Regions from separate parts of the Mus musculus genome. Here all the other regions are linked to region 5. Evidence: chromatin contacts called from public HiChIP or PLAC-seq, capture Hi-C and promoter capture Hi-C data. All regions are on one chromosome and are shown on one strand. The core of a region is the stretch at or near the end of the contact, and the rest is flanking DNA. Distances in the headings are between cores, read along the strand shown.

Region 1 (3,934 bases), core at 127-2,626, 470 kb after region 5:
ATGGATTGTGTCCTAGAGAAGATGCTCAGGCGAGCTGAAGTCCATAGATCCTGTCGGGCATAGTACTTGCTCAGGGAGTGGGACTTTGGGACATTTCATCTGTTGGTCAACCTTTTTTCCTACCCTCCTCTTCTTTTTCATTCCTTGTGATAGCCTCTGCTAGGGGAGGTGTCATTCAGTTCAATAGCATTTTTAACCAAACCATATTATTAGAAATGGTCAAAATAAGTTTAGAAGGAAATTGTTTTATGTACTTTAAAAACAAATCTCCCAGATGCATTCATGAGGAAATACCGTACTTTGTCTTAATTTAAAAAAAAAAAAAAAACACTTTAAAAAAGGAAAGAAACCCACAGTATACCTTTCCCAGAGGCTAGCCTGGTGTGGTCAGTCCAGTTTTGGAAGCACTGCCCCAGCCAGACCCTTATTCTTTCGTAAGATCACTGGCTGGAGGGGTGCCCCCAGCAGGCAGAGCTCAGTGCTGTTTGCTTTGATAATCGTTAAGCCATATCATCTGAGGTTTCCGGCTTGAGATGTGAATTTGTTTTATAGACTATAAATATACAGTGTATGTATAAAGCAGAATGCCTGTCCTTCTGATTATTTTTTGTACCATATTGTAAATTACATTATTTATTCTTTACCAATTTTTTGGGAATAAAAGGTGTTTTGGTTATTTAATAAACAAGAACTGTTAAAACTTCGGCTAAAATTTCCAGTTCGGCTTGTAAATGTTTTTATTGTGCATAAATACATACTAATACTTCATCTAATGTCTGTCTTTTGTGCCTGCTTTCAAAGCCAGTATGCTTAGGGTATTCCAACAGGCACAGTGTAATGAGATGAGCTCTAAGGCCTGGAGGTGCCCTGGAGGTGAGGGTGAGCAAACAGGTAGGCATCAGAGATTCAGCGATTGAGTGACCGCTGAATGCGGAATTCATTACAGAATTCGCTGCTTCTGTTATGGGTATGTTGTGCGCTTCCATGAACCTTTCCTCCCGAAGGTGCTGTAACCCCAAAGAAGCCTTCCGCTACCACCGGCCAGAAACTTCCTAGTGCCATCCAGCCCGGGATAGGTCGGCCAGAAAATGCGGATTCGCATGCGGAGGCGTGTTGGCTGGGGGTGGGGCGAGCTGTGAACCAATGCCCACGCCTGAGGCCATGAGAGGCGCCCCCTGCAGCCAATCGGCTGTAAGCGCGATGCGGGCCTCCAAGCCTCCCTCTCCTTGGGGGCGGGAGGGAGGAGTGGGGCACGACTCTACGATAGGCTGCAGAGACATGATTGGCGCGAGAGGCGTCCAACTGGCTTGGGCGGGTCAGGGTACCTGCGCGGGACCAAGCGGGAACCGCCGCGCGGCGGCTGTGAAAGCGCGGGGCGGCGGCCGACATGTTCCAGGGCGCGGACAGCCAAGCTGGCAAGTCGGGTTCCAGGTGCGCGGACCGGTGCTGGGGCCCGGGTGGGCGCATAGCCGCAGCCACGTGGCGGGCGGGAGACCCTACAAGTGCGGTGGGTGTGGCGCGGGGCTCCCCTGAGGATACTGTGCGCGCTCTCCCGCAGGGCCTTGCAGGAAGGCTGTGGGGTTAGAGCGGAGTGGAGACCGGGCGGCGGGATTAAGACACGTGGCTCTCCTGAAGTGCTTGCTCAGGACAGACGCTAGCCGGGCGCTCCGAGCTGTTTGCCGCTTCCTGAGCCCTTCCCTTGTCCAGTTTGGTTGGTCATGACGACCTTTGAATGTGGCTGAGTAGCGGCAGCGTTCTCAGACCCAACCCACGACCAGGTGTTTGTTGGATGCACTACTGACTGCTACACCCTGGGCGGGGACCTTCCCTACACAGTTTCCTCTAGGCTTTCTGTCTGATCTGCTTTGAGTTGATCAAATGAAACTGGTGTTCGAATGACTTTACGAGCTCCAGGAATTAATTGTTGAATAGGCGTCCATGGAGAGGATTTTAGGAAAAGGAGGAAATCCCCATTTGAGTTGATAAAATGAAACTGGTGTTCGAATGACTTTACGAGCTCCAGGAGTTAATTGTTGAGTAGGCGTCCATGGAGAGGAATTTAGGAAAAGGAGGAAATACCCACTTGATAGCGGGATGAGGGGGAAAGGGGAGCTACCTTAACTGGATAATGAAGCGCAATTGGAAGCCTCAGTCTGGGCCATATTAGATAGAAAGCGTGCTTTGGATGGCAACTTAGGCAGGTTGGAGAAGATAGCAGCACATAGTCCGACTGATTGCTACAAAGCCTGAGTCTGTAAGGTCTGTCTGTACTCCAGGGTTTCCTTTCGTCTAACCCTGTCTTTTGTCTCCTCAGCAGAGGGATTTTCTTGTGCTGGAGATGTTTGAACTGTAAAAGCGTTATGGTATTACTGTCATTCATCCACAAAAATTACTAACCATGAAGAACACGTCACCCCCCACCCGGTCTATTTCTCATGGCTTTGTCCCAGATTTTCTCATTAGTTCCTAGTTCTTATGAAACTCATCATTCCAGGGAGGCCTGGGAGCGCTGACAACCGTCGATATTTTCTTTCTCTCCAGTGCCATAGTTCATTTGAACTCTGGCTTTTCATCTTTGCCTATATCCCTTATATTTTCTCGATAACTTGAGTATTTCTACTGAAACATTTAAAGGGTACTACAAAAGGAAAAAGTAATTGGAATTATGGATTTGGTCCTAAAGTCTGAGTTGACTAATCTGGCCCTAGAACCTTCCACTCCACTGGTGTTACTGTGATTAATGGCTGCTAGTGGCTTCCAGAAGGCCACACTGTGCCATTGTTCTGGGCCCTATTTGTTGAAAGGCCCATTTGTGAGACCCTGCAGGGGCAACCTTAAGACTTGCATTGCTGCTGTAGGCTTTGAAGCTTGTGCTTGCTCCATTGTCTTTGAGATGGAGGTGGACACTGCTCTTGCCCAAGTGGCTCATTATTTTAGTACACAAAGCAATACTAAATCCTTACTTTCAATACCCATATTAAGTTCAAAAGCTAGTTCCTATATTCCCGTAACAGACTCAATTTGGGCCTCATCTCTGGAGATGGTTTTGAGGCTCCTGCTTCTGTTGTATCACATACATGGAACACATACCATTGACACACACGTCTGGCTGTCGGTATCTTGTGTCTGAATAACCACAGAGTGACTGGGAAGGTGAGAGTGTAGAGTGAGGGTCTGCCGGGGTCAAACCTCCACAGGGTAGGATGCTGGTGGCTTCATGTAAAATGAGATTATTAAAATAAAGCTAGGAGTATTCACACTTGTAATCCTAGCACTCGGGACATGGAGGTAGAGAATATGAGTTCAGGGTTGTCACTCACTACATAGTGAATTTGAGCACTTCAAGATCCTGACTCAGCTCTTTCCAACCCCCAATAAGAAAATAAATGGCTGGGCAGTGGTGGCGCATGCCTTTAATCCCAGCACTTGGGAGGAAGAGGCAGGTGGATTTCTGAGTTTGAGACCAGCCTGGTCTACAAAGTGAGTTCCAGGACAGCCAGGCGATACAGAGAAACCCAGTCTCAAAACACCAGAGAGAGAGAGAGCGAGAGAGAGCGGGAAAGAAAGAAAGAAAGAAAGAAAGAAAGAAAGAAAGAAAGAAAGAAAGAAAGAAAGAAAGAAAGAAAGAAAGAAAGAGAAAAGAGGAGACTAGACCCAAGGCTGTTAGACCTGACCGCCCAGAAGAAGATGGTCAGAATAAGATCTAAAGATGGGCGTGGAAGTCAGGTAGTCTTAACTTACCCATCAACTGCTTTGTATGGTCTACAATCTTGTTAAGTTCTTTGTAGTGGGCCAAGCTCCCCCATCCCCACCTCCTCCCCCCTTTTCAAAGGAACTTCTATCCCTTTCTAAGACCCTTCAAGAAATAGTAACGGTTGGTGGGGTAGGTTTGATACATCCTCTTTCCCCTTCCTCCTAAGAAGACAGTGACCTG
Region 2 (3,843 bases), core at 969-3,468, 430 kb before region 5:
TCTGTATTTGCCAGGCACTGGCACAGCCTCACAAGAGACAGGGTCCTTTCAGCAAAATCTTGCTGGCATATGCAATAGTGTCTGTGTTTAGTGGTTGATTATGAGATGAATCCTCGGGTGGGGCAGTCTCTGGATGGTCCATCCTTTCGTCTCAGCTCCAAGACTCACTCTTTCTTTCTTTCTTTCTTTCTTTCTTTCTTTCTTTCTTTCTTTCTTTCTTTCGGTACAACTCCAGGCCTTAACTCTCTTCCCAGATCCACACTCACCTTTGCAGTCACAGGCCTGGTACCAGCAGATTGAAACATTTCCTTCTGAAGGAGGGAAGCTCTTAAGACTTAGGAAGGCGATATGAAACTTGTGAAGCTCAGGAAAACCTCAAGATTCAAATTCCCAGGTGCTATATAACCAGGTGCCAAGTGCTAGGAGAGAGGAGACTTTGTTTGTTTGTTTGTTTGTTTGTTTGTTTTCGAGACAGGGTTTCTCTGTGTAGCCCTGGCTGTCCTGGAACTCACTCTGTAGACCAAGCTGGCCTCGAACTCAGAAATCTGCCTGCCTCTGCTTCCCAAGTTGTGTGCTGCCACCACTACCCGGCTGAGAGGAGACTTTTTTTTTTTAAAGATTTTTTATTTATTTAATATGAGTACACTGTGGCTGTCTTCAGACACACCAGAAGAGGACATCAGATCTTATTACAGATGGCTGTGAGCCACCATGTGGTTGCTGGGAATTGAACTCAGGTCCTCTATAAGAGCAGTCAGTGCTCTTAACCACTGAGCCATCTCTCCAGCCCCGAGAGGGGACTCTTAAGTAGGGTTGGGAAAGAAGCTCCCAGGATCAGCACTCATGAGCTGTCACCTATACTGTGGTGGGCTTTTTGGTGACATAGTGAGAGTCACCCATGCTCCAGTAAGTAACCGCAATAAACTCACTGGCTCATCAACTAGACATGAGTGAGATGTCTCATGCCTCCCTAGTACACTCAACAGTCTTCTCAGAGCTGGAGAAGGCCTTTCACTCTCCAGCCCCGCTCTGCATAATGTAAGGCCAAAGGCCCAGGGCCAAAGGAATGAAGGCTTGGTCACCTGGGATAAAAGTCCCCTGGAGTTCCTTAGATACTCTGGAATTCAGGTGGACCAGCTACCCACCCTCACTCCTTCCTCACTGTTCGTCTTGCTTAAGTGGTCCAAGACTTGACAGACCTGCCTCCCCTAGTCCCTAGTGCCTGCAGACTGACCCTCCTCAAATATGACAATAGGAACCTTAAGGCCAGGTGTTGGTGGCAGGGGCAGCACAAGTCTTGGCAGATACAGTTCAAGACTTCACATCACGCCGGGCAGTGGTGGCGCGCGCCCTTAATCCCAGCACTCGGGAGGGAGAGACAGGCGGATTTCTAAGTTTGAGGCCAGCATGGTCTACAGAGTGAGTTCCAGGACAGCCAGGGCTACACAGAGAAACCCTGTCTCAAAAAACCAAACCAAACCAAACAAAAAACCAACAGCAAAAAAAGGAGACCTGGGGGCGGGGGGGGGGGGTACGGGGGGGGGGTCAGGCTGCTTCCACTCTTGCTGGGTTCTTCCTCCTTCCAGGCTGTACTGGGAAACCCTGTGGCTCTCCCCACAGACCTAATTTCCAGCTTCCCCAGTAGTTGGGGAAAAGGCTCAGGACATGAATTGAAGAGCGGTTAGTATAGTACTTTAGGAATAGGGTACCCCCTGAGGGCTCTGTGTTCTCCTGGTCTTCTGGTTCCACAGTACTTTAGATCTACTTAAACACTCTTAGAGCACTCATTCTAAAGCTGACTCCTGACACAGTGATCCCCAACAATCCAGGCTTGTCCAGGCACTTGGCTGGGTGGTGGTGGTGTCTCAAATATGAGCTGGAATACTGGTGTTTTTAGAGACTGTTCAGGGTCCCTAGCACTACCCTAGTACACAAAGGGCCCTCCTCAACTGAAAGAGCCTCTCTCTCTGAAATCTCAGACAGATACACAAGCACACACATGCACACTCGCACATGCACGCTCCAGTCTAGAGATGGCATACCCCTTGGCGAGTACAACCCGTTCTTAGCTCAAATTTAGTGACTTGGCCAATTTTCCAAAGGGTTGGGAAGGCTACCAAGTAGGCGAAGCTCCTTTAAGGGCAGGGGGCGTGTGTGGGTCGCTCCGCCCCTTTGCCCGTCCTCCCTCCTTAAAGGGGCCGAGCCTCTGGGACCGCAAAGTGAAGCTGGTGGAGGGTGCCTGATCTGGCCGCTGCCAGGGGCGGGCGGGACGGCGCACCATGTACACTATCACCAAGGGGCCCAGCAAGCTGGTCGCGCAGCGCCGCACAGGTGCGCAGGGCGGGCGGGCAGGCGGGACGTCCTGACCGCTGGCTCGCGGCGGCTGACAGCGCCCTCCGCCCCGGCCCGCAGGTCCCACACAGCAGCAGGTGGAGAGCAGGCTTGGCGAGCTCCTGAAATGCCGGCAGCCGGTGCCGCCGACCGCGCTACCCGCGCACCTGCAGCCCTCGGCACAGACTCAGGGACCCTGGCCCCTTGCAAGGTGAGCCAGGCCGCCGGGCACGAGGGTGACCTTGGAGAAGGTTGATGGGGACCACGCGTCCTGGTGGGCAGGGGGCGGGGCGCAGGCAACTCGTGCACTTCTGCTCGCCGGCTACTTCTGGGCCCAGCTGGCTTGAGTGGACCCTGGTGGCCACGTGGAGCCTTGAGGGCTTCCGACCAATCCCGCCTGTCAAGGACCGCAAGTACTCAAAACCGAGGGACCTGGTGACCTTGGGCCGCTAACTTGGACCCCTTGGGAAGTGGTCGAGGTCAAAGTTGGGGAAAGTTGCCCAAGGCCCTGGCTCTCAAGGACTTCAGGCCCTGTCCTTGCAGAGCAGAAGAAGCGCACGTGTTCCCGCTGGTCTTATCAGGTCCCTGCCCTTCACTAACACCCTGGGACACTGGAGCCCTCCTCCCCAGCAGTTGCCCGCGCCTGTGGGTTCCAAGAGTTTTCTGATTTTCCTAACCCGCAATGTGTCTAGGGAAGTTCAGCCCTAGCTACTTGGATTTCAGCCAGTGTGACCTGGAAGTGATCCCACTCAACCAAGGCTGAACCTTTTACTTCTTTGGCTCCATTTACTGTTTCCTGTATCGGTAGACTGGACTCTGCAGGCATGTAGGCTCTACTCTGGTAGAGGTGGCATGTGAACCGGTTAAGAGAGAGCACCAAAGAGACCACAATCTCGAGGGAGGCCAAGAGTTAGACTCGTCTCAGCAGGGGAGTCTGTGTGGCTGGCTCCACCCCTCTTAGCTCTCAGCTACTAGGCTTCGGAAGCTATAGGTAGGAGATGCCTGTGTGGCCTGTGTTTGCCCTAGGGGACATCCGTATGACATCGGTTTATGTCCTTATTGCCCTTATGTCTCTGGGAGAACTCTATGGTGCAGATGTATAACCACAAAGTGGTTACCCAGACAGGGAGTTTGGAGCTGCCTTGGTGACTGGCCTATCTCTACCTGGGAAACACCCCCCCCACCCCCCACCCCCCACCCCCACCCCAGAGACAGGGTTTCTCTGTGTAGTCCTGGCTGTCCTGGAACTCACTCTGTAGACCAGGCTGGCCTGGAGCTCAGAAATCCGCCTGCCTCTGCCTCCCGAGTGCTGGGATTAAAGGTGTGCGCCACCACACCCGGCGGGAAAACACCTTTTAAAGTCCTTATTGTTGGGGGACAACACGGACAGGCTTGTGGCAATATTTGGGTCAGTGTCCAGGAAGAGGAGAAGGTAGTAACACTCTCCAGAATGCTGAGTTGCAAGAGACACCACACTGCGTGTTTCCTCTAAAAAGGCTTCAGTAAGATAAG
Region 3 (3,922 bases), core at 1,312-3,811, 380 kb before region 5:
CACTCAGACTAGGAACACATCTGTTGTACCTTGTGTCTTTTTCTTCTGCCTCACTGGGTCCTGTGTTTTCCTATGATTTGACTAGTGGCCTCTGCACACAGCTATCTTCCAGCGGGGTCACTGCTGTTACCCTGAAATCTTAAAGACCGCCAACTACACACTCACCAATGTCTCACCCGTCATCTCTCTCAGTCTAGGGACTCTTTCCCTGAGTCTGTGCACAGGTCAGGATGAAGGCCACCTTGGAGGCTGGCTTCTGGCCTGCATAGCACCTGCCCTGATCAGCTCCTCAGGTTTGAAAAGGACAACCAAAACACCCATCTCCAGTTCAGTCTGTAGTGGCAGCCCCGTGGCCTGGGGTGACGACCAGGGTATCTGAGATTGGGGGCACAGAGCAGGCAACATGTTCTGTGACAGTGCTGTGACTCAGGCACATTCACATCCCTGCCACTTTGCACGTGTCAACCACAGCACTTTTCTTCCACCCCCTGCTGGAGCTGCCTCTGGGGTGTGTGTGTGCCAGGGACTTGGGGATAGGGAGACCCTTGGCCCAGGAGGTAAACAGACCCAGGTTGAACCTAGGTCAATGCTCCAGAAGATCAAACTAATGCTCTGTGACCAAACTAAGGGCAAATAGTCACGACAGGCTTCATCTTATCACGCCCCCCCTCCCGCTGTTCTGTAGAATATGAGACCTTCAAAACCCAAGGCTCCTTTAGACACCTGCCAAGTGAGGCCCACCTGCACTCTCTGCAGCCAGTTTGGCCATCTGACCACTAATGGGGACAGTTCAGGGCTGCTCACTGACCTCCTGACCTTGCTTTGCTGCCTTCCCCCCCCCCCCAGTGCCAGTCCCGGAAGGTTCATCAGTGACTCTCAGAGGTGAAGGCTTATGGTCAGGAAGGTTGAGTGATGCCCACCAGAAGCCCCTTCTAGTGCCTCTGAAATAGAGAGCCCAATCTCTCAGGGCTACCTAGATGCACTTGTTTTAACTTCATCAGTGCGAGACGGGACCTGTTCAGGTGTATTTGGGAGAACAGGTGAGTGCATACGTGTCCTGGACTTACAGTATGGGTGACTGGGGAGGCAAATAGTGAGGGTGGCAGGAAATGAGGCTGCTGAATCTTGGGCTATCTCAACATCACCCACGTTTTCAACCTTGACTTTCCCTCTCTTCTCCCAATGGCTCCCAGCCCGGCCCTCAGGCCACGTCTAGGCAGGAAATCGAGGCTCCACCATGCCTCTGACCTGATCTAGGCAGCCCCTAATCATCCAGGCTCCTGTCCCAACACCGGCCCCCCCCCCGCCCCTCCCCCCTGCTGCGATGAGGCTGCTGTCCAGCACTTCATCAAAGTGTTGGGCTGGAACAGAGGGTCCCGTGTCCCGAAGGGGCAGCAGGGAGGCCTGAGAAGACCCTGGTCAGTGGGCCCTGGGACAAGATGGCAGTGGAAGTCGGGCCTCCAGGAGGGAGCAGGTGAAGTGGCATCTGCCATCTGCTCCTGGGAGGTCAGCTGCTGGCTCGGGCTGGGAGGGGCTAGCAGGAGGGCTGCTAGGCCAGATCCAGGCCTCAACAGTGCAGCCTTCTCTCCTGGGATGACGGGTGGGGAGGATCCCCCACTGACTAACATCCTAGAAGGACATGGAAGCCCTGCTCAGCAATCTCAGGATGCCCATTCCCCATTTTGAAGCCTTCCAATCTTGGCCAAGGCCCATTTTCTTTTTCTAGAACCAAAGACATGCCAGCCCACTCCCTGGTATAGAGCTGTGGGCGGCAGCTCTATACCAGCTCATGTCCAGAAGGCGTCCAGGACCCCTAGGCCACATATCCACATGGCTCCTCCCTTTTAATTGTATCAACACCTGTCACGTCCTCCAGTCCGCCGGAGGCTCATAGGGCTGGAGTGGGGAGAGCCCAGAGCCAAGCCAGAAGGAGTGGGGGCTGACGGCCTGCAGTTCCGCGTCCTCGCAGCCACCGTGCTTCCTCTCAGCAATTCCGTGGTACGGAGATACAGCCTGACCGCGCTGCCGGTAGCGAGCGGGGCGCAATCAGGCCGGCCACTAGGGTTAGGGGCTGCGGAACCGCTGGCTCAGCGGCCGAAGGGTGAGGTGGGGAAGGGGCTGCGATTACGTAAGCCCTGCTCAGGCGGCGGCGGCCGCGGCGCAGTCCCAAGTCCCCACCCCGCCCCCTCCTCATTGTAGCCTTCGCGGAGGCAGTGGCTCGACCTGGACCCTCCCCTCCCCGCAGCCTGGCCGCGCGCGCACACACACCTTACCTCGGCCAGGGCTTCTGGCTCATGCCACGCTGTCCGCCGGGCGACCTCGCGTCATGGGGAGCTCAGCACCCGAGCCGCCTAGCGCGGAGGCGGCCGAGGTGCTGGACTGGCTAGCAGGGCCCGACTGCGCCCCGCGCCCGGCGCCCCGCGCCAGGGCCCTCTCCGCAGAGTTCCGAGCGGAGCTCCCCGGTGGGAGAGGATCTGCCGCCCTGAGCCTCCCACCGGGGAGGCTGAGGCTGTGCCCAGATAAATAAGGCCGCTTTGCAGGGAACCCGGCGGGCGCCTCCTCCCTCCCCTTCCCCTCCTCCCTGCGCTCCTCCTCCGCGCTCCTCCCCGCGCTCCTCCGCGGCCGCCGCCGGCGCCGCGCGTGCCCCCCGCCCGGCCCTAAGAGCCGCGCCCTCGCGCGCTCCCGGCGTCCGGACCAATCCGGGTTCTAGAGCCAGGCTGAGGTGTCGAGAATCCCCAACCCCGCCCCGCTCCTCTCCGCGCGCTCCCGGTGCGGTACCGACGGGCACGCGCCAGGCGGCAGCACCCGCTCAGCGGCCGGTGTTCGCACAATAACAAACCCCGTAGGCCGCGCGGCCGAAGAGCAGCTTCGAGTGTCCCATCTGCACAAAGTGGTGGCGACCCAGAATCTTGCCAGCTGAGGAGAATTGCGGTCCTTGGCGCGAGCGGTTGGCAGTGGGGTTCCGGATCCTGCGCAGATGCAACTGGCCCTATGTGCCCTTGCTTGGATTGCCACCTGTGAGGGCGAGGAAAGAGAAGCCGAGTGGAGACATCGACATCGTCGCACCTCCACACACACACACACACACCCTCCTTATGGCCCCTAGGATTCATATCCCTTCCGATCCTGTTGCGAGTCAGGCAGAAGAATCCCTGTTCTGGGTGACATAGTCACACACTTGCAAGCAAGTGACTAAAGCAAGCGTCAATGAAAACACAAGACAGTGGAGTGATAGTGGGGAGGGGTTACTTCTGACAATGTCACAAATGATCTGAGACGCCCTCTCTGTCCCCATAGCACTTGGTAGGAATGGTTCGAGAATCGACCTGCCTTATGGAGTTCCACAGGTTCGCTCTGAGATGAAGTAGAGGTCAGGTGGTGGCAGCCTGTATGGACCAGGGAGGGTGGTTTGTGTAAAAGGACCCATTAAGGGCTGCTGGAGAGCCAGACCTCTCAGCAGGCTAAAGGGACCCCAATCTGGGTCTCTCTTGAGACCAGAAACAGCAGATGTTGGGACAGCAGAGTAGCGTCTTGGAAGAGAAGGAGCTTCAGGGTGGAATGTCCTCAGATGAGACCAACTGCTGTGGAGATGGGAGGTCTGTCTCCTGGGAATGATGTGAGGCCTAGGGGCAATAAGAAAGGGAAGTAAGCTGTATCCTAGCTGGTGTGTGTGTGTGTGTGTGTGTGTGTGTGTGTGTGTGTGTGTGTGTGTGTGTGGTGTATGATCATATATGTGAAGGTGCAAATAGAAGTTAGAGGGCAGTCTCAGGTATTTCTTAGGCAGTGTGTGTGAGTGAGTATATGTGTGTGTGTGTGTGTGTGAGAGAGAGAGAGAGAGAAAGAGAGAGAGAGAGAGAGAGAGAGAGAGAGAGAGAGAGAGAGAGAGAGAGAGAGAGGAGAGAGAGACTGATATTAGAATCCT
Region 4 (3,948 bases), core at 724-3,223, 400 kb before region 5:
GAGGATTGTGTGTAAGGGGCTGGGCTGTGGGTAAGGAATCCAGTGACCAGGACCCGAAGTTCTCAGGGTGTGTTCCCCCCCCTTCCTGGTTGTGCATGGCCAGTGGACATGTAGAGGGCAAGAGGTAGTGGTCAAATCAGGGAGGGACCCGATAGTCACAGAGGTCCCACCTTTTTGTCAGGTGTGGAGCCTTATCCACACTGCGCCAGCTGCAGAGCAAGCGGAACTGACTTTCCTGATTAAATTTCACTTGTCTTTTCCATCTCTTGGATTTTGATCTCTCAATGCAACTTACTTTCTCTCTTTCTCTCCCTCCCTTCCTTCCTTCCTTTCTTCCTTCTTCCTTTCTTCTTTCTTTCTTTCTTTCTTTCTTTCTTTCTTTCTTTCTTTCTTTCAAAAATATGCTTATTTTTATGAGTTTGAGTGTTTTGCCTGCCCATATATGTAAGTGCCCCGTGTGTGTGCCTGGTACCGACAGAAGCCAAATGAGTATGTCAGAGTTCCCTGGAACTGGAGTTAACTAATGATTGTGAGCCATCCCGTGGGTGTTGGAAACAAACCCAGGTCCTCTGCAGAGGCAGCAAGTGCTCTGAACCACCAAGTCCTCTCTCCAGCCCCATAAAAAATGGCTTTTCAATCGCAATGTGACTGCTGTTTTTGTGTGAGTTGGAAATGCCACCTGACCCTTCTGAGACGTCTCCCCTGTGTCCTGGTTCCCATTCTGTGGTCTCACTAGTCATGCTGATTAATGGCTACGGAAGGTCCAGTTAAGGGGTCTGCTGTCTAGTAATGCCAGCATCCATCAGTGTCATGGGGGTGGGGGTGTGTGTGAGAGGGCTCCTGCTGCTTCTCTGGGAACATTGCTTCTGCTGTTGGTTCTTCATTGCCCCACACTCCACACAGCCCAGGCAGCCTGCCTGGCTCTGCTGAGAACCTGGGCTTTATGTGTAGCCTGGCTGTTACAAGCAAGGGCCAGCCATAGATCTCAACCTGGCCAGAAGCTGAGTGAATGATGGACTCGGAGTTGATCCTGTGACATGACCTCCTACCACCAAAGACACCCAAACAGGAATCCATACACTCAACGAGTCACTTGGGTTGGGTCAGGTGGGTTCTCTCTGCCCCAGAATGTCCACAGAACAGGGATCCCTGAAAAATGAGGCCTTTGCCTCCTGCTCCAGTCCCAACCTACTGGCCTGCCGTCCCACTGAGCATCTAGGCAGGCTGCTTATTGTAGGCAGCTGTATTCCCTGTAGAGGCCCATCGGGCAAGAATAACTGCCATCCCATCTTTGCAGTAGCAGATTGTTTTGAATGATACTTGGGGGGGTTGCCATGGTTACACATCCTATTGGTCTGTCACCTTCACTGTCCTCAGGAGCACACCCCCTCCCTTATCCAAGCTGCAGTCAGTTCTACCTTCACGTGGCTATTTGTGGCTCTTCCTGGCTATCCCCTGTGCCTTCTTGACTGGTGTTTTTGCACTGGAGGCCCTGCTATCTCAAATCCAATTCAGGGATGTTTGGTTAGAGCTTCCAGCCTTGGCCATGAATAGGGAACCTGGGGCTTCGTTGCTGGAACAGTGCAAATAAGGACAAGTGTGTCTACTGAAAGCAGCTCCAGCTCAGGAGAAAGTATGATGGGAGCAACTGGACCTTGACATTCTGGGGATGGGTCACAGACCTATTTTTAGTAGAAAGAAAGTATCCTAGGGAAGGTAATAAAACAGGCTGCCTAAGAGGGTATTGGGTGCTGCAGGCTGCCAGCTATGGCCTACTGGGAGAAGCTTCTGCCGCACGTGGTGCAAGAGCTGGACGCAGGCAGTGGTTCTGGGTCGAGCTGTTCGGTGGGGGACGATCTACCCAGGCAGTGCGTCGAGTTGGGGCCGCGCGTGCGCGTGCAGGATATGCGCGTACTCTGGCTGTGTGCGCGCTGGGCTGGCATCTCGGTGACGCTGTCTGAGCTCGGGGAGCGCAGAGCAGAGCAGGCGGAGCGGGCCGGCCGGGGCGGAGCGGAGCGGTCCGCAGAGCAGCCCCTCCCGGCCTCGGCCGACCCCGGCCCTCGGCCCGGCTCTATGGACAGGAGCTCGCTGCTGCAGCTCATTCAGGAGCAGGTGCGTGGTGGGTGGGAGCTGGCACTGCCTTGGCGCCCTTCCAGCCGGTGAGGGGTTCGGGGGAGGGACCATGCTCGCAGAAGGCCCAGGCAGCCGCCTCCCAAACCCCCCTCCCTGCACGACCTTGGTCTCTGAGACTCCCGACCCCAAGAAAGGTCTGGCTTCATCGGGTTTCCACGGAAAGCTGGGGATGGAGGGTGGTGGTCCTTGGACCTAGGTCCTTCCCCTTTCTAGGACTGGTAGAGCGAATATGAGGTGGTAGAACAGCCAAACCAGGCACCTTGCCCTGCCAGGGCCTGGGAACAAGCTGGTTCTAGCAAACAGGCACTGACTGGCACAAAGGTCCAGCCTTCCTAGCCAGCCTAGCTCAGCCCTGTGGCTGGGAGTTGGCCCACCCTCTACTCCCCCACCACAGCAGCTGGATCCTGAGAACACAGGCTTCATCGGTGCGGACACCTTCGCTGGTCTGGTACACAGCCATGAGCTGCCCCTGGACCCCACCAAGTTGGACATGTTGGTGGCTCTGGCTCAGAGCAACGAGCGGGGCCAGGTCTGCTACCAGGAGCTGGTGGACCTGGTCAGTGCCATGGTGTGTGGGCAGCAGGGGAGGGCCCAGGCCTGGTCAAGCGCAGCACCCTGACCAAAGCTGGGTGGGCACACAGCTTTTTACTGGGTAGGGCTTACAGACCTGGGCAGTGTGGAAGACCCTCAGACCATTAGCAGCCACACAGCCAAGTAAGGTAGGGTTCCACAGGAACAATACTGTCACCTACACTAAGGTTCCTGCCCTTCAGATCAGCAGCAAGCGTTCCAGCAGCTTCAAGAGAGCCATTGCTAACGGACAGCGGGCACTGCCCCGAGACGGACTGCTAGATGAGCCAGGCCTGAGTGTCTACAAGCGGTTTGTGCGCTATGTGGCCTACGAGATCCTGCCCTGCGAGGTGGACCGCCGCTGGTACTTCTACAGGCACCGCACCTGCCCACCCCCTGTGTTCATGGCCTCGGTCACTCTTGCCCAGGTGGGCCTGCCTACACATTGCCCTGGGGCCTCCTGAGTCCCTAGTCTTGACCAGCCCTAACACTAGTGTCCCCAGATCATCGTGTTCCTGTGCTACGGGGCACGTCTCAACAAGTGGGTGCTCCAGACCTACCACCCTGAATATATGAAGAGCCCTCTGGTGTATCACCCAGGACACCGTGCTCGGGCATGGCGCTTCCTCACCTACATGTTCATGCATGTCGGGTAAGTGAGCCTTGCCTTCCAGAGCCTCTTCTCCACTCCTACCCCCAGCACCTGCCCACTGACTCTGAAGGCTTATCTCCCAGCTAAGTTACACTGCCTGAGGTGGTCTGGAGTAGGCAGGGTACCCATCTGACCACCTCTGCCATGCTCTTCTGTGGCCAGGCTGGAGCAGCTAGGGTTCAATGCCCTCCTGCAGCTGATGATCGGTGTGCCCCTGGAGATGGTACATGGCGTGCTTCGCATCAGCCTGCTCTACCTGGCGGGCGTGCTGGCAGGTGAGACTGGCATATAGGTGGGTGGGTCCCCTGCCTACCTCACCTGCTGAGGGGAGGGCCAGCTGTGCCCTCACCTCTCCCTTTGCCCACAGGCTCCCTGACTGTCTCTATCACAGATATGCGTGCCCCCGTGGTAGGGGGCTCTGGAGGGGTCTATGCCCTGTGCTCAGCACACCTGGCCAATGTTGTCATGGTAATGGGACTGCCTTTCTGGGGAGGTGGGAAGGGGCCCATTGGACATGCTTCACAGCCTGTCTGCCTGCCCCCATCAGAACTGGGCTGGGATGCGGTGTCCATACAAGCTGCTGAGGATGGTGC
Region 5 (4,247 bases), core at 1,294-3,793:
TCCGAACACTCTGTATGGTTTAATGAAACAATTTTAACGCCAACTTCTGAGTTGTCCTACGCTTGTCCCCTCATTGCCTGCTCACCACGTGAGCGTATGATGCTTTCATTGTTTTGAACCCAATTTTCTCATCTCATATCTGAGTAGTGTCTGCTTTTCATTTCCTCTCCTGAAGGCAAGTCTGTGTCACATGGATGGGCTCGGCCCCTGCAGCGAAGCAGACATGATCTAGGCTGATGGTGCTCGGGTGTGGAAGGCCACCTTAAGTGACCACTGCCACAGGAGGCTGAGCAGACAGAGTATCAGCCCAGGGACAGGAGACCCTGGAAGGGCAGTACAGCAGATCCCCGGAAGGCTTGATAGAACAGGAGACATTGGAAGAAGTCCCCTAAGGTTTAAATCATAGTGTAGGTGTCCCTTCAGTTGGTCCGTGGCCGGCTTTGGGTCCTGCTGGCTGTGGGAATGGCTCAGTCAGACATACACACCAAGTCCAGGGCCCTTCCCCTTCTCCAGAAATGTGAACAGCAGAATGTAAACAGAGATGGGTGAGAGATAGCCCTCAAGTCTAGGGTGTATGACGCTCCCTCCAGGCTCCATGGGGCCCATAGTAAACCAGCTCTGGCCCTCTCCTTCCATCTTCCTCTGCAAGGATGCGTTCTGCTCTCCTGAGTCCTCTCACTCAGCCATCTCCTGATTTCCAGAAGGCCTTTGCATAGGGGTCTTGAAGCTGGAGAGCTCTGGGACCCTGCCTGTTTCCTTGTCCTCCAGGAGCCATCTGCCCTTGGCCAACAACTATGTTTCCTTCCTCGCCCCACCCCACCACTACACACACTTGTTCCTGGCCTGCCCTCCACTGGAGTGAAGCCCCCAAGAACAAGAAGATGTCCAGTGTCCCCTCCAGCGGACCTGTAGCTCCAATCGGAGCCTGGCACCTTATCGGTCTCCAGCTAGCTTTCAAGCAAAACACCACCTTGCACTTCATCATAACCTTTCCGAGGGGTTGGAGGAAAGTGGCAGTGCTTGCCAGCCATCTGGTCCAGGACCCCGCGTTGGCATAATTCGCCTGCTTGTCTATGCTTCACTCAGCTGTGTTCAAGGCTCAAGGCTCTTCCTGATCCCTCTCCTGGGTGGCTAGGTCCTTAATTGCTCTTTGAGGACCTTAATTATGGGCCGCAGCCACCCACTGGTAAGTAGGAGCATTAAAATAGAGTAAATGTTTTTCTTTTCTTGAAAAGTTCACATATACAAGACAAGGTGCTGTTGGGCCCAGGGGCCTGCCCTGCCTGGACCGACAGGCAGAGGACATGGTTCTTGTTCTCCACCTCCTTCCCCAGGCTGTGCCCTTCCCAGGCTCAGTGGTGAAATCCTCTTAGAATCCCAGAACCACATATGGGAAACTCCACTTCTCTGCAGCTCACCCTGCCAGGGCTCCATCCAGGTCTGAGGTTGCTATGTTGCTCTGGCCCTCCAAAGAGCCCAGCTACCCCAGGGCAGAGGGAGGCTGCTCTTTGTCTAGGACAGGAATGGTTTTCCCCAATAACAGGGCCTGAAGGTGAAAGAGCCCCTTGTTGGTTGAAATTTAAGTGGATGTACACCTAAGAGCTGGAATTTTATGGCCCTAGTGTGGTAATTGTGAGAAAGTAAAAAAATCCCTGCATACCTCCAGCGGGAGAGGGGGGGAACAGCCCCTCTGCTCATGCCTTCATGGGACAAGGGTCATGCAACCACTGGAGTATGAAAGGAGATTCAGCGACATGCTCAGGATATACCCTCTGTGTGCCTTGGCGGGTGCTGGGAGGCCCCGCTCGGCTTGTACTCCTTCTCGAGGTTCTTCCAAGAGCCCCAGTCCCCAGGAGAAGGGGGAGGGGGATGGGCACCGGCAAGTTTGCGGAAACTGGGAGGAGTGTGGGGGAGCTGCGTACCAGAGTACCCGGACTGCCCCAGGACAATTGGTGTCGCGTCGCGCAACGCGCCCCACGTCGCCCACGCGCCCCAAAGACACTGGCGCCCCGGCACACCCAAGACACACGCGGTGGGGGAAGGGCACGCGCCTCGCGGGCATGGTCACGGCGTGCCTCCCACGCCTGCTGAGCCCCGCCCCCTAGCCGACCCTAGCAGTGAAGAGAAGGGGCGGCGCGCGAGAAAAGGAGGGGGTCCCCGCCGGCTCCGCGCCCCCGCAGTGGGGGTGGGGAAGGACGTTGGCGCCGCTTCCCCCGCCCCTCGTCCAAGCATCCCTGCGAGCGCCCCCTGCTGCCGTGCTCTCCCGCGAGACAGTATGGGGCGGGAGGAGAGGTCGGGGAGGGGGGCGCGGACCGGGTTCGCCCAGTCCTGGACTTGGGGCTGGCGGCGTACCGGCACGGAGAAACACGGACCAAGGGATGTTGTGGGATAGCTTACGTCTGGGTGGGGGCGGGCCGGGCTGATGACCCCCGCCCACTCTCCGTCCCTATCTCGGTCCCTGAGGGTCGCCCCCTGCCCGCCCCGGCCGCGTTGGCCCCGCCCCATGGGCCGCCCCCGCCGCCCCGCCTCCCCGCCACTGCTCACTCCGAAGTTTCCTGCGCTGTGCGCGGACGGGCTCCAGGGCTCGCTCGCTCCCTCTCTGGCTCGGCCGCGCCCCCGGCCCGTGCCTGCGGTCCGCGCCCGCCCCGCCGTGCATTTAGCGGTTTTCCGCATCGGGACACCGTTGCTGCTGCTGGGCGGGCCGGAGCTAGAGCTTCCGCGAGAGCTGGTGCCGGGTGGGCCGGGGGCGCGGGCCGAGGAGGCGATACTGGCCCAGCTCCGGGCTCTGGACTGGGTCCCCAGTGACAGCGCCGCCCGGGCTATGCCCACAGGGACGCCGCTGGCCACCGGAGCGAGGTGAGATGCGGAGGGTACGCGCGCTTACTGCGCGCCTGGGACCCTTTGAACTTGAGCTCTATGGGCTCGGAGCCCCTAGGGCTCCCGCAACCCTTCGCCTCGGCCTTGGGGGTGGGGCTGCCAGGCTTTGCTGGCGGGAGGGGGCGGGGGGCGCACTTGTCTCTAATAAGGAGAGACAAAGACATCCCGGCGGCCGCGGCTGTTCCCGCAGCTCCGCTCCGCCTGAGGCGGGGCGGGGGCGTCGTTCCTGGGCCAGGGTCACCGCCTGCCCCTCTCTCCGCAGGTGCTGCCCTCTGCCACCATGACCGAGGGCACGCTGGCAGCGGACGAGGTCCGGGTGCCCCTGGGCGCTTCGCCTTCGGCTCCTGCAGCGCCGGTGAGGGCTTCCCCAGCGAGCCCTGGGGTGCCGGGGCGCGAGGAGCAGCGAGGATCCGGGTCGAGCGTGTTGGCTCCCGAGAGCCCAGGGACCGAGTGTGGTGCGGACCTGGGCGCCGACGAGGAACAGCCCGTCCCATACCCCGCTCTGGCTGCCACAGTCTTCTTCTGCCTCGGGCAAACCACGCGGCCCCGCAGCTGGTGCCTCCGACTGGTTTGTAACCCATATCCTTACAGGGTTGGCAGGGCGCTGGGGACTGGGGTGTGGGACTCCTCTGCGTACGTCCTGTGAACCCGGCTTGTGGGATCCGGCGGGGGCTCTGGGTAGGGGTGCTAGGGCGGCGTTCTTCTCAGAGATGGTAGGGTTAGCCTGTGGAATCTGGGTTCAGAGGCACCTCGGGACGGGAGAGTATGAGCAGAAGCGGCGAGGATGCCGCCGGTGGAAGGAAATGAAAGGTAGTTAACTCCAGGAGTCCTACTGGGGCGGGGGATGGGGGGAAAGATGGGAATCCCCGCCTTCTTAGCTTTCCAAAGGAAACACCTGAGCCTGTGTGAAGACCCTCGCTGGAGTCTGGGGGCCGGAAAGGGAGAAAGTTTCCACCTGCTCATTGGCGCTGTGTGCCGGGCAGGGCTGCTCCCTGGTTCTCCTCGAAGTGACGTTGGTTTGAGAACTCACTTTTCCAGGCTGAAGTCCGTTCAGGGGCTGATTTAAGTCACGCACAGCTGGGTGTGTGTGTGTGTGTGTGTGTGTGTGTGTGCAGGAGGCAGCTAGCTTTGACCCCGAGCCCCTTCACCACAGTTGCCTAGGTCAAAAGGAAGGGATTGTGACTTCTTTTTCTTGGCCCCAAGGCCACAGACTTTCACTGAAGCTTCCAGAACAGGGTTGGGTCAGTACTGGCAACATTTCTGGGGTGCAAAAGAGGCTTTTGGCCCCAGAACAGGTGGCCTTTTAGGGCTCTCCCTGATAGGCTTGATAGTCTCAGAGGAGGGGCTGAAATGATGCCTGGTAGTGCGGC
Region 6 (3,812 bases), core at 728-3,227, 280 kb before region 5:
GGGAGTCTCCTCTCACATGGGAAAGGCCTAGGTGTGCCTGCTTGTTCACTGGCAAGCTGACGGCCCTCTTTTCTGCTAGCCTGAGAGGGACTTCTTTGGACGTGTGGTCATCAGGAAAGTGGCAGTCCCGAGCAGAGGTGTGTATGGGTCACAGAAGGAAGGGAGGGGGTGGAGACATAGGCTGGGGTCTGCTGAGGTGCAAACCTTTTGGTCCCTGCAGAGGTTGAGGCCCCCCAGAAGGACGCGGACGAGTGGCGCATGGGTGTGGCAGTGGGCAGGAGTGAGGTGTGGTTCCGGTTCAACGAGGGCGTCTCAAATGCTGTTCGGCGCAGCCTGTACATCAGGGACCTGCTGTAGCCCCACTGCCCCAGGACATCAGATCGCACTGGCTCCCACAGGGAATGGACTAAAGCAGAGACACCCGGAGAAGTCTATTTATAAAGTCACACCTTACAGAGAGTGTGGGTCAGGCTCATAGGATGGTGCACTTGGCCTTCTCTACCCAAGGGTTGTTCTTCATCAGGTCTGGGTTCAGGAAGGGGTCCTTGGGGATTCCATCCTCAATCCACTTGAGAAGCCTGTGAGTGGGGAGTGTCAGTGAGTGTCGGTCATTCCCGTGGCACCTGCCTACTGGGGGTGTGAGGTCCTGGTTCACACAAGGGGCAGTGGCTGGGCAGGTAAATGACAGACATCATGGGGCACTCACTCGGGGATGGTCTTGGACGACATCTCCCTCTTGAAGGCCAGTTGGTACTTGAGGCTCTCTACCTCCTTCTTCATCTGGGGCACATCCCACTCCTCCATGGCGTCGGGGGCGTCGGTGGTAGCCAGCCTGAGGCTGGTGGGCAGGAGAAGCGAAAAGAGCTGGGTCTGCAGCCCCCACCCCCACGCCACCCTCAGCCCCAGGACAGAGGGAGATCCTGGGACCATACCACCCATTGGTCCTTCCTGAGGTCTGGAGTGATGTTGGCAAAGAGCCCGAAGAGGGCCACAGGGACCCACTAACAAGACCCCTGAGCCTTCTCTACCCAGTGGGGCTGATTAGCTGCAGAGCAAACTTTCCGTTCTTGGCTGGGCAAATGAGCCTGAGAAGGCCCAGCCCTGGATTGGGAGGACAGACTCATCCCTGCCTAGGGAGGTTAAAAGATGGACTTCTGAGTACCCAGGGCAGCCCCCACCCCCCTTCCAGACCCACTTCTAACTCAGACCCTGGGTGCTGCGATGAGAGCCCTGAGATGCTGGGTGCTGCCTGGCCCTCCTGGATGCCTGTTTTGCATGGGTAAAGAGGCTGAGAGGCCAAGTTAATCTCGGGGCTGGGAGGATTTGTCTGCAATTTGCATGTAGGGTGGGGTATGTGCAGAATGTCTGGGGACACAGGCCTTTCAGCAAGCCCAGGACTTGGGAGGTGGGTAGCCTTCCTGAGACCAGTGTTTTCAGATCCAGTCACTGACCTGACTAGGGAGAGCTGTCAGTTGGAGCACAACGGGCCTCCCTTTACCCCTCCCTAGCTAGTTGCACTCCAAAAGACCAAGTCTCTGGTTCTCCCTCCAATCACAGCTTCCACGACCTTGAGAGGGGTCTGGCACCGAGTACCAGACACATCCGGGCTAAGCTTCCATCCCGGGATACTGAGCTGAGCTGGCCTTGGGGAGAGCCTAGGACCCAGCCTTTAGAGTGGCCCATCCTAAAGAGGTCCTGGCAGGGCTCGCAAGGAACCAGTGAGAGGTTGGGTGGGCTAGTATTCCTGGTTGTGTGGGGCCACCTGCAGAGTACCTTTCCCAGAGACCCCCAAGTTACAGTGCCCCACCCTGCTAGGTTCTCCCGCGCCCCACACGCCGACAGGCACGTGGGCGGAGGATCAGCTGCGGGTCCTCCACAAATGGGAGCATCTGGGCTGGGGGCATGGCCCACCACTGGCCCTACCTGCGCTGCTGCCGCCGCCGGAGCCCGGCCGCCGGTGCACCCCGAGACGCCCCCGGCCAGGCGCACGGCGGCGCACACGGGCACTGCGGGCGGCGCGCACGGCGCAGGACAGACGCGCCCCCGTCGCGCAGCGATGGCTCCTGCGCCGCTGGACTCGATCTGTCGGCCGCCCCGCCCCTGAGGCCCGGAGGCAGTTGCCCTGGTCCCAGTAGTTAGAATTAGCCTAGGGGCCCCACCTGGTCAAGCCCTAGAGCCCTGGAGTCTGTTTCCCCCTCAGTGTGAGGTTTCTGTTCATCGGACTTACTTTTGGAGGAGACAGCAAAAGCAGAGATGACAAGGGCCGAGGGATCTGTGGAGTGAGGCTGGGCTGTCCGAGTCCGGGGAGCCCAGGCAGCCGCCCCGCCCACTCTTGCCACCTGGGGCCTTGGTACCGCCTTTACAGGGTTGGGCTGACCCCAAGAGCTCCCTGGGCTGCTCCTACAGCTTTGGCAGGTCTCCCCTGGGGTGGGACATGCAGCAGTGGGAGCTAGTCCCGTCTCTCCTGGGTCAGCTACAACTGCTGGCAACCCAGTTTGACAATCTTGTGATACTGGGACCAGAGCCCTAAACAGCAAAATATGCCCCACCCAACAAGGCTTCTCTGGTCAGGGCCCTCCTATGCAGGGCACTCCAATGCAGGCAGCTGAGAAGAGGGGGTGGGGGCAGAGCACTTCCCACTGTGGTCTTGCAGCCCACCTGGTGCAGGTGACCTTCAGTGTTGTCCACTTATGGGAGGCTGGGGGGCATCCCGCAGAATTCCACGACAAGAGCCTCACCTAGAAGGGGTTCAGGCCTCCCTCCATAGCACTCCCACCTTCTGGCGCCTTCCTCATTCCCAGGCAATGACTTCAAAAGAACCCACGGTTGGATAGTGCGTGGGGGCCTCGGGTGTGAAGGGTCACCCATCTCCAGCTTTGGGTAGATTAAAAGTTAGCTTAGGGGGTGAGTAGGTCAGTTTCTTAGCTGATGCTGGATGGCCTTTGGGTAGGGAGAAGAGTACTTCCTCAGCCACAGGATTTTGAGCCCTGTGCCCGGCGGCAGCCACCTCCCTATTTCTCAGAGACTCTGTAACGGGGGCAGGGGGCTAGCCCTGCCTTCAACTAACCAGAGCAGCGCCTCCCTTTCCCAGTGTTACTGTCAGAGGTACACCTCACCAACTCTTGTGGGAGCTGTGCTCTGGGGACCTTCATATGACGCAGGCTGCAACAGCAACCCGTGGGGGAGGGGCAAGCCTGTCCTGGGAGGCAGGGCCAGTACCTTGCTAAGTATTCTGGGTCCTCTGAGGGCTGGAGGTTTGTTGAGTGGCCCTTACCTAGACAACAGGATAGGTCAGAGTTAGAGGAACAGAAGGAGTTCAGAGCTCACCCTGCCCAGGAGATGGCCTGGACCCCTGCAGGTATGATCAAAAGACAGACCAGGTCCCTGTCCCTTGGACTCTCAGGACCATCAGTCACACAGCAGGCTTCCCTGGTGTTGATCAGTGAAATGGGGTCACCAAGCTTCCCTGGCCCCTGATGTGCATCAACATGTGGTTAGATCAGGAGGCATCCCTGGAACTGGGGCACGCTAGGGAGCGGAGAGATTACTTATCATGGATTTGGGGGTTGGAGGAGCTTAAGGTTAATGGTGCCAGGCCTCAGGGCAGATGTCGTTCTTCCTGGTAGGGTGGAGGACTGTCATATCTCCTGGGACCTGTGCTCACTCTCCCTCCCCATGCCTTTTGTGTGCCCTGATCTAGATGCACACCCTAACACTTAGGCTACCATGGGTGTCTGGCAGGAGAAAAGCTGGGAGAGCCACCAGAGCACAGTGACAATAGGGAGGAAGGGGGCCAGCCACTCTAGAGGCTG
Region 7 (3,842 bases), core at 771-3,270, 340 kb before region 5:
TGGGCACCTTCCTCTGTCCCTCCATCCATGGGACCCCTTGTTGAGAACCAGGGCCTCCTGGTACACTGGGGTCTAGCTGATGCCACAGACTGTCACGAGGTCACTGTTGTAGACAAACAGCTGGGCTTGTCACTGCTCATGGCGATATGCACACCCATTCCCTGAACCTGCCCAAGGTTCCTCCCCTATTCAGAGGTCCCATGGCTGGGCCTCCCTTCTCAGGGCAGTGGCGCACGGTATTTTGAAGGGGATTCCTTAGAGTGCAAAGGGCAGCCAGGCAGGGTTAATTTTAACAGACATCAGGATCTAACTTTCAGATTAGAGGGAGGAGGGGCTTGAGGGAACCAACCCCCTCAAAATCTTATGCTACTAAACGTAGGGGGCAAAGGAGGAGGGGAGGCTCCTCCTGCCCCGTGCAGAACAGGACAGACTGGCTGCTCACCATGGCAGCCCTGTTCATCATCTCAGCTCCCCGTGGTCAGTGAATGTGACCAGTGAGAGAGCTGGGGAGATGCAGTGAGTTTCAGGGTGGCCACATCTGCGACTGGGAAAGGCAGAAGAAGATGTGTGTTTCAGATCCACACCCCAGCCTCCCTCCCCCTCCTGCCACCGCCAGCCCCCAGCAGGGATGTGGTGAGACCTCAGGGTCCTTACTTGGTTCACTTGGAAGTAACTGCCATCGTCTTCAATGTGGATCTTGGCTATGCCACTTCCTGGCTTCTTAGCCACCTTTACAGGCTTGATGCAATTCTACACCAGGAAAGACCCCACACCAGGCTCTATTAGGAGAAAGCAACTTGGACGGGGGGTGGGGAGGGTGGGGAGTGGGGTGGGGGGCTGGGTATGGAGGGCCTCAGGGATGGTTGGCTACCGGCCATAGAGTGAAGCTCACCACCGAGGCCAATTCTACCACCTTCCTGCCACTGAAGCCATGCTGAGCTCTGGTTGCCCACCCTTCTCTGTACAAGGTGAGGAGAATGCCATCAAGGCCACTCTTTCTCCAGAATCACCATGAAATCTGCTACAAACTCTATATGCAAGCTAATGCAAGAAGCCCTGACTAGCCTGCCCTTCCTACGTGCACATAGCAGCACACCCCCGGAGATCAGAGTGTCAGAGGCCTGGCCAGACAGGAAGGCTTTCCTTGGAAACATCTAGAGGTCACCTCCATCCCACGACCACAGATGAAACTCCATGTCTCTCCCCTTCTCTTGGACATCTCCTGTTATCGCTTCCTGAACCTTGGTGGCTTTCCAGAAAAGGGCCAGTCTCGGGTAAGATGGCCCAGTTCATCCTGTCCGTGTGGCAGCTCAGCCCGTCTTTTATGGGTCATGGGACTTGGCTAGCTCTGGAGACAAAGGAAGACCCAGCAAGGGCAGCAGCTCCTGTTTTCAGGGCGGTCTGTCTGTATCCCTCTCTCTTCCTCGAGGCAACGTCAGGAACATTAGCTGTGGCTGTGGCCCAAGTGGACATCAAACCTGTCCCTTCAACATGGTCCCTGTCCACAGAGATGACAACTGGCTCTGAGAGAGGAGTGGGAAGGGATATCTCACAGGTGTGTGGAGGCTAACTCAGCCCCACCATGTCTCTGCATCACCAGCTGGGTGACACTACTACAACAGTAACTTAAGATCACATAACAACAAGTCCCCCCACCTTTTTTTTTTAAACACTAAACCTGCCTGTCACCACTAAACACTCCCATGGTCCCAGGGATCGCTCCGGGCCCAGTAACCGCGTTGTCTGGCCCTCCCTGGCCTCAGTTGTCTGTGTTTGTGAAAAGGGAACTAGACTGACTGAGGCCCTGGGTCCTGGGCCCTGGGAAAAGACACAGACGAGAGAGGTTTCCCGAGGTGCACGGCCAGGCTCGGACCCTCCTCCTGCCCGACTCGCCCTTGGCCGGCCCACCTGAGATGGCCCGATGAAGTCGTCCAAGTCGGTCAGCTGTAGTGCCCCACTGAAGGGCGACGCCATGACAGCCTCACTGCCGCCGAGTGTCACACGGGGGTGTCGCAAAATGACACCAAAATGACATGCAGTTCCGCCACTCTGCCGGAAAACGCAAATTCCAGCGCATGCTCATTTCTCTCCGTCAACAAGCTTTGAAAAGCGTGCGCGCCCTCTGCCGGCGGCCTTGAGCGCTCGGCCCAGCGGACTCAAGCTGCAAGTTCCACAGCACAGCGTTCGGTCTCCCTTGCGTCCCTTGGTTGTGGTGTAGCAGGGTAGCAAAGACAAATAACGCAAAGAATGTAACTAGAGACTCAGAGTCTCTCCCGCTTCCCGTAGGGGTCGGAATCCGGATTTCATTCATCACCTTGACCTAGCAATACTCAAGGAAGGTTCCAGATGCAGTGGGCAGGAGAACACAAAATTAACTTTGATTCACTGGAATGCCTTGGAATGGGCTTACCAAAAAATGAGATAGACAAGTGCTGTTGAGATGTTAAGACTGGAGTGTGGGAGAACATTTACAGAAGCAGGTTCTTGGACTGGACCAGGGCCAAAGGACAGTTTCTGTTTGCCAGGAGGATTCTTGTTTTAAATTGGATATTTTCTTTATTTACATTTCAAATGTTATCCCCTTTCCCAGTTTCCCTCCCTCCCTCCTGGAAACACCCTATCACATCCTCCCTTCCCCTGCTTCTGTGAGGGTGTTACTCCACCCACCCACCCTCTCTCCCCTCCCCTCCCTCAAAGTCCCCTACACTGGGGCATCTATCAAGCCTTCATAGGACCAAAGACCTCTCCTCCCATTGATGCATGACAAAGCCATCCTCTGCTACATATGCAGCTGGAGCCATGTGTACTCCTTTGTTGATGGTTTAGTCCCTGGGAGTTCTGGGGGGTCTGGTTGGTTGATATTGTTGTTCTTCCTAAGGGGTTTCAAACCCCTTCAGCTTCTCCAGTCCTTTCTTTAATTATTGAGGACCCCGTGCTCAGTCCAACAGTTGGCTGCCTAGCATCTGCCTCTGTATTTGTAAGCCTCTGGCAGGGCCTCAGGAGACAGCCATATCAGGCTCCTTTCAGCATGCACTTCTTGGCATCCACAATAGTGTCTGGGTTTGGTAACTGTATACAGGGTTGCTGGGAGGATTCTAATGCTGGAAGGAGGGTGATACATAGATCCCTGGAAATTCAAACTCACCACCACCACCACCAAACCCAAGTCTATTAGAACAAACCCAGTGGACGGCTGGCAGATGTGAGGCATATCCAAGGCCCAATAAGAGAGACAGAGCAGAATGGCCTGGAACAGTAGAAAGAATGAAGTCCTGGTGTAATGTAGGTGATCCCTGAAGACATTACAATCAGTGGATTTCATGAAGCCAGTCACAAAAGGCCACACGTGTGACACCATTCAGCAAAAATGTCCAGGACAGGCAAACCTGCAGATGGAAAGCTGACCTCAGGTGTGGAGAAGGTTTCTGATCAGGGTGGTTAGAAAAGTCTTTAGAATAGATGCTGCACACGTGAATGTCATTTTTCTTTTAAACAGAATAGGGTTTCTCTGTGTAGCCCTGACTGTCCTGGAACTCGCTTGGTGGACTAGGATGGCCTAGAACTCACAGAGATCCATTTGCCTCTGCCTCTGGAATGCTGGGATTAAAGGTGTGTGCCACCATGCCTGGCTTTGTAACATCATTAATGTCACCAAAATGTCTACTAGAAATGGTAACAATCAGGCTGAGACGAGAGTTTGTTTGTTTGTTTGTTTGTTTCTTTGTTTTCAAGACAGAGTTTCTCTGTGTATCCCTGGCTGTCCTGGAACTCACTTTGTAGACCAGGCTGGCCTCGAACTCAGAAATCTGCCTGCCTCTGCCTCCCAAGTGCTGGGATTAAAG

The links. Promoter capture Hi-C pulls out the DNA fragments that hold promoters and counts their contacts. HiChIP or PLAC-seq counts read pairs in DNA pulled down with a chosen protein or histone mark. Capture Hi-C pulls out chosen DNA fragments and counts their contacts.
Region 1: a contact with region 5 is called in a promoter capture Hi-C map of embryonic stem cells, with 2.2 times the contacts expected there. The contact joins the promoter of Jpt2 here to the promoter of Cacna1h in region 5. A contact is called at or near these places in 3 of 39 promoter capture datasets (embryonic stem cells, liver and pre-B cells), 1 of 484 Hi-C or Micro-C datasets (embryonic stem cells) and 2 of 115 datasets of contacts at active chromatin or transcription factors (bone marrow-derived macrophages and embryonic stem cells).
Region 2: a promoter capture Hi-C map of pancreatic islet shows a contact between it and region 5. The contact joins the promoter of Mcrip2 here to the promoter of Cacna1h in region 5. A contact is called at or near these places in 2 of 39 promoter capture datasets (hippocampal neurons and liver) and 1 of 9 other capture datasets (pancreatic islet).
Region 3: an H3K4me3 HiChIP or PLAC-seq map of forebrain shows a contact between it and region 5, with 3 times the contacts expected there. The contact joins the promoter of Fbxl16 here to the promoter of Cacna1h in region 5. A contact is called at or near these places in 15 of 39 promoter capture datasets (the 3T3-L1 cell line, 3T3-L1-derived adipocytes, the HPC-7 cell line and 10 more) and 4 of 115 datasets of contacts at active chromatin or transcription factors (embryonic stem cells, forebrain and neural tube).
Region 4: an H3K4me3 HiChIP or PLAC-seq map of bone marrow-derived macrophages shows a contact between it and region 5, with 2.2 times the contacts expected there. The contact joins the promoter of Rhbdl1 here to the promoter of Cacna1h in region 5. A contact is called at or near these places in 5 of 39 promoter capture datasets (cranial neural crest, hippocampal neurons, liver and 2 more) and 1 of 115 datasets of contacts at active chromatin or transcription factors (bone marrow-derived macrophages).
Region 6: a capture Hi-C map of embryonic stem cells shows a contact between it and region 5, with 5 times the contacts expected there. The contact joins the promoter of Gng13 here to the promoter of Cacna1h in region 5. A contact is called at or near these places in 18 of 39 promoter capture datasets (the 3T3-L1 cell line, the C10 cell line, the HPC-7 cell line and 12 more), 1 of 15 datasets of contacts at CTCF or cohesin (large pre-B cells), 10 of 115 datasets of contacts at active chromatin or transcription factors (bone marrow-derived macrophages, embryonic basal ganglia, embryonic forebrain and 4 more) and 3 of 9 other capture datasets (adipose tissue, embryonic stem cells and liver).
Region 7: a promoter capture Hi-C map of adipose tissue shows a contact between it and region 5. The contact joins the promoter of Ciao3 here to the promoter of Cacna1h in region 5. A contact is called at or near these places in 9 of 39 promoter capture datasets (the 3T3-L1 cell line, the SN4741 cell line, cranial neural crest and 6 more), 3 of 115 datasets of contacts at active chromatin or transcription factors (embryonic midbrain, embryonic stem cells and forebrain) and 2 of 9 other capture datasets (adipose tissue and pancreatic islet).

Annotation. Positions count from the first base shown.
Region 1 is chr17:24,958,065-24,961,998 of GRCm38.p6, reverse strand. It overlaps Jpt2 (Jupiter microtubule associated homolog 2), which reads left to right and starts at 1,376. Exons shown (of 5, transcript NM_198937.2): 1 at 1,376-1,431. The coding sequence starts at 1,388. Cramp1l (cramped chromatin regulator homolog 1) reads left to right here. Exons shown (of 21, transcript NM_020608.3): 21 at 1-773.
Region 2 is chr17:25,867,113-25,870,955 of GRCm38.p6, reverse strand. Mcrip2 (MAPK regulated corepressor interacting protein 2) reads left to right here and starts at 2,218. Exons shown (of 5, transcript NM_026633.3): 1 at 2,218-2,331; 2 at 2,413-2,542. The coding sequence starts at 2,280.
Region 3 is chr17:25,807,738-25,811,659 of GRCm38.p6, reverse strand. It overlaps Fbxl16 (F-box and leucine-rich repeat protein 16), which reads right to left and starts at 2,561. Exons shown (of 6, transcript NM_001164225.2): 1 at 2,274-2,561.
Region 4 is chr17:25,835,152-25,839,099 of GRCm38.p6, reverse strand. Rhbdl1 (rhomboid like 1) reads left to right here and starts at 1,973. Exons shown (of 8, transcript NM_144816.1): 1 at 1,973-2,112; 2 at 2,528-2,689; 3 at 2,907-3,131; 4 at 3,207-3,355; 5 at 3,518-3,630; 6 at 3,723-3,823; 7 at 3,903-3,948. The coding sequence starts at 2,074. It overlaps Rhot2 (ras homolog family member T2), which reads left to right. Exons shown (of 19, transcript NM_145999.3): 19 at 1-643.
Region 5 is chr17:25,432,079-25,436,325 of GRCm38.p6, reverse strand. It overlaps Cacna1h (calcium channel, voltage-dependent, T type, alpha 1H subunit), which reads left to right and starts at 2,543. Exons shown (of 35, transcript NM_021415.4): 1 at 2,543-2,856; 2 at 3,140-3,456. The coding sequence starts at 3,158.
Region 6 is chr17:25,715,693-25,719,504 of GRCm38.p6, reverse strand. Gng13 (guanine nucleotide binding protein (G protein), gamma 13) reads right to left here and starts at 1,977. Exons shown (of 3, transcript NM_001357782.1): 1 at 1,924-1,977; 2 at 707-838; 3 at 403-578. The coding sequence starts at 804. The coding sequence ends at 473. Chtf18 (CTF18, chromosome transmission fidelity factor 18) reads left to right here. Exons shown (of 22, transcript NM_145409.2): 21 at 80-137; 22 at 221-475. The coding sequence ends at 357.
Region 7 is chr17:25,771,954-25,775,795 of GRCm38.p6, reverse strand. Ciao3 (cytosolic iron-sulfur assembly component 3) reads right to left here and starts at 2,020. Exons shown (of 11, transcript NM_026238.4): 1 at 1,909-2,020; 2 at 655-750. The coding sequence starts at 1,974. Gm41550 (a long non-coding RNA gene) reads right to left here. Exons shown (of 3, transcript XR_876684.1): 3 at 3,252-3,386.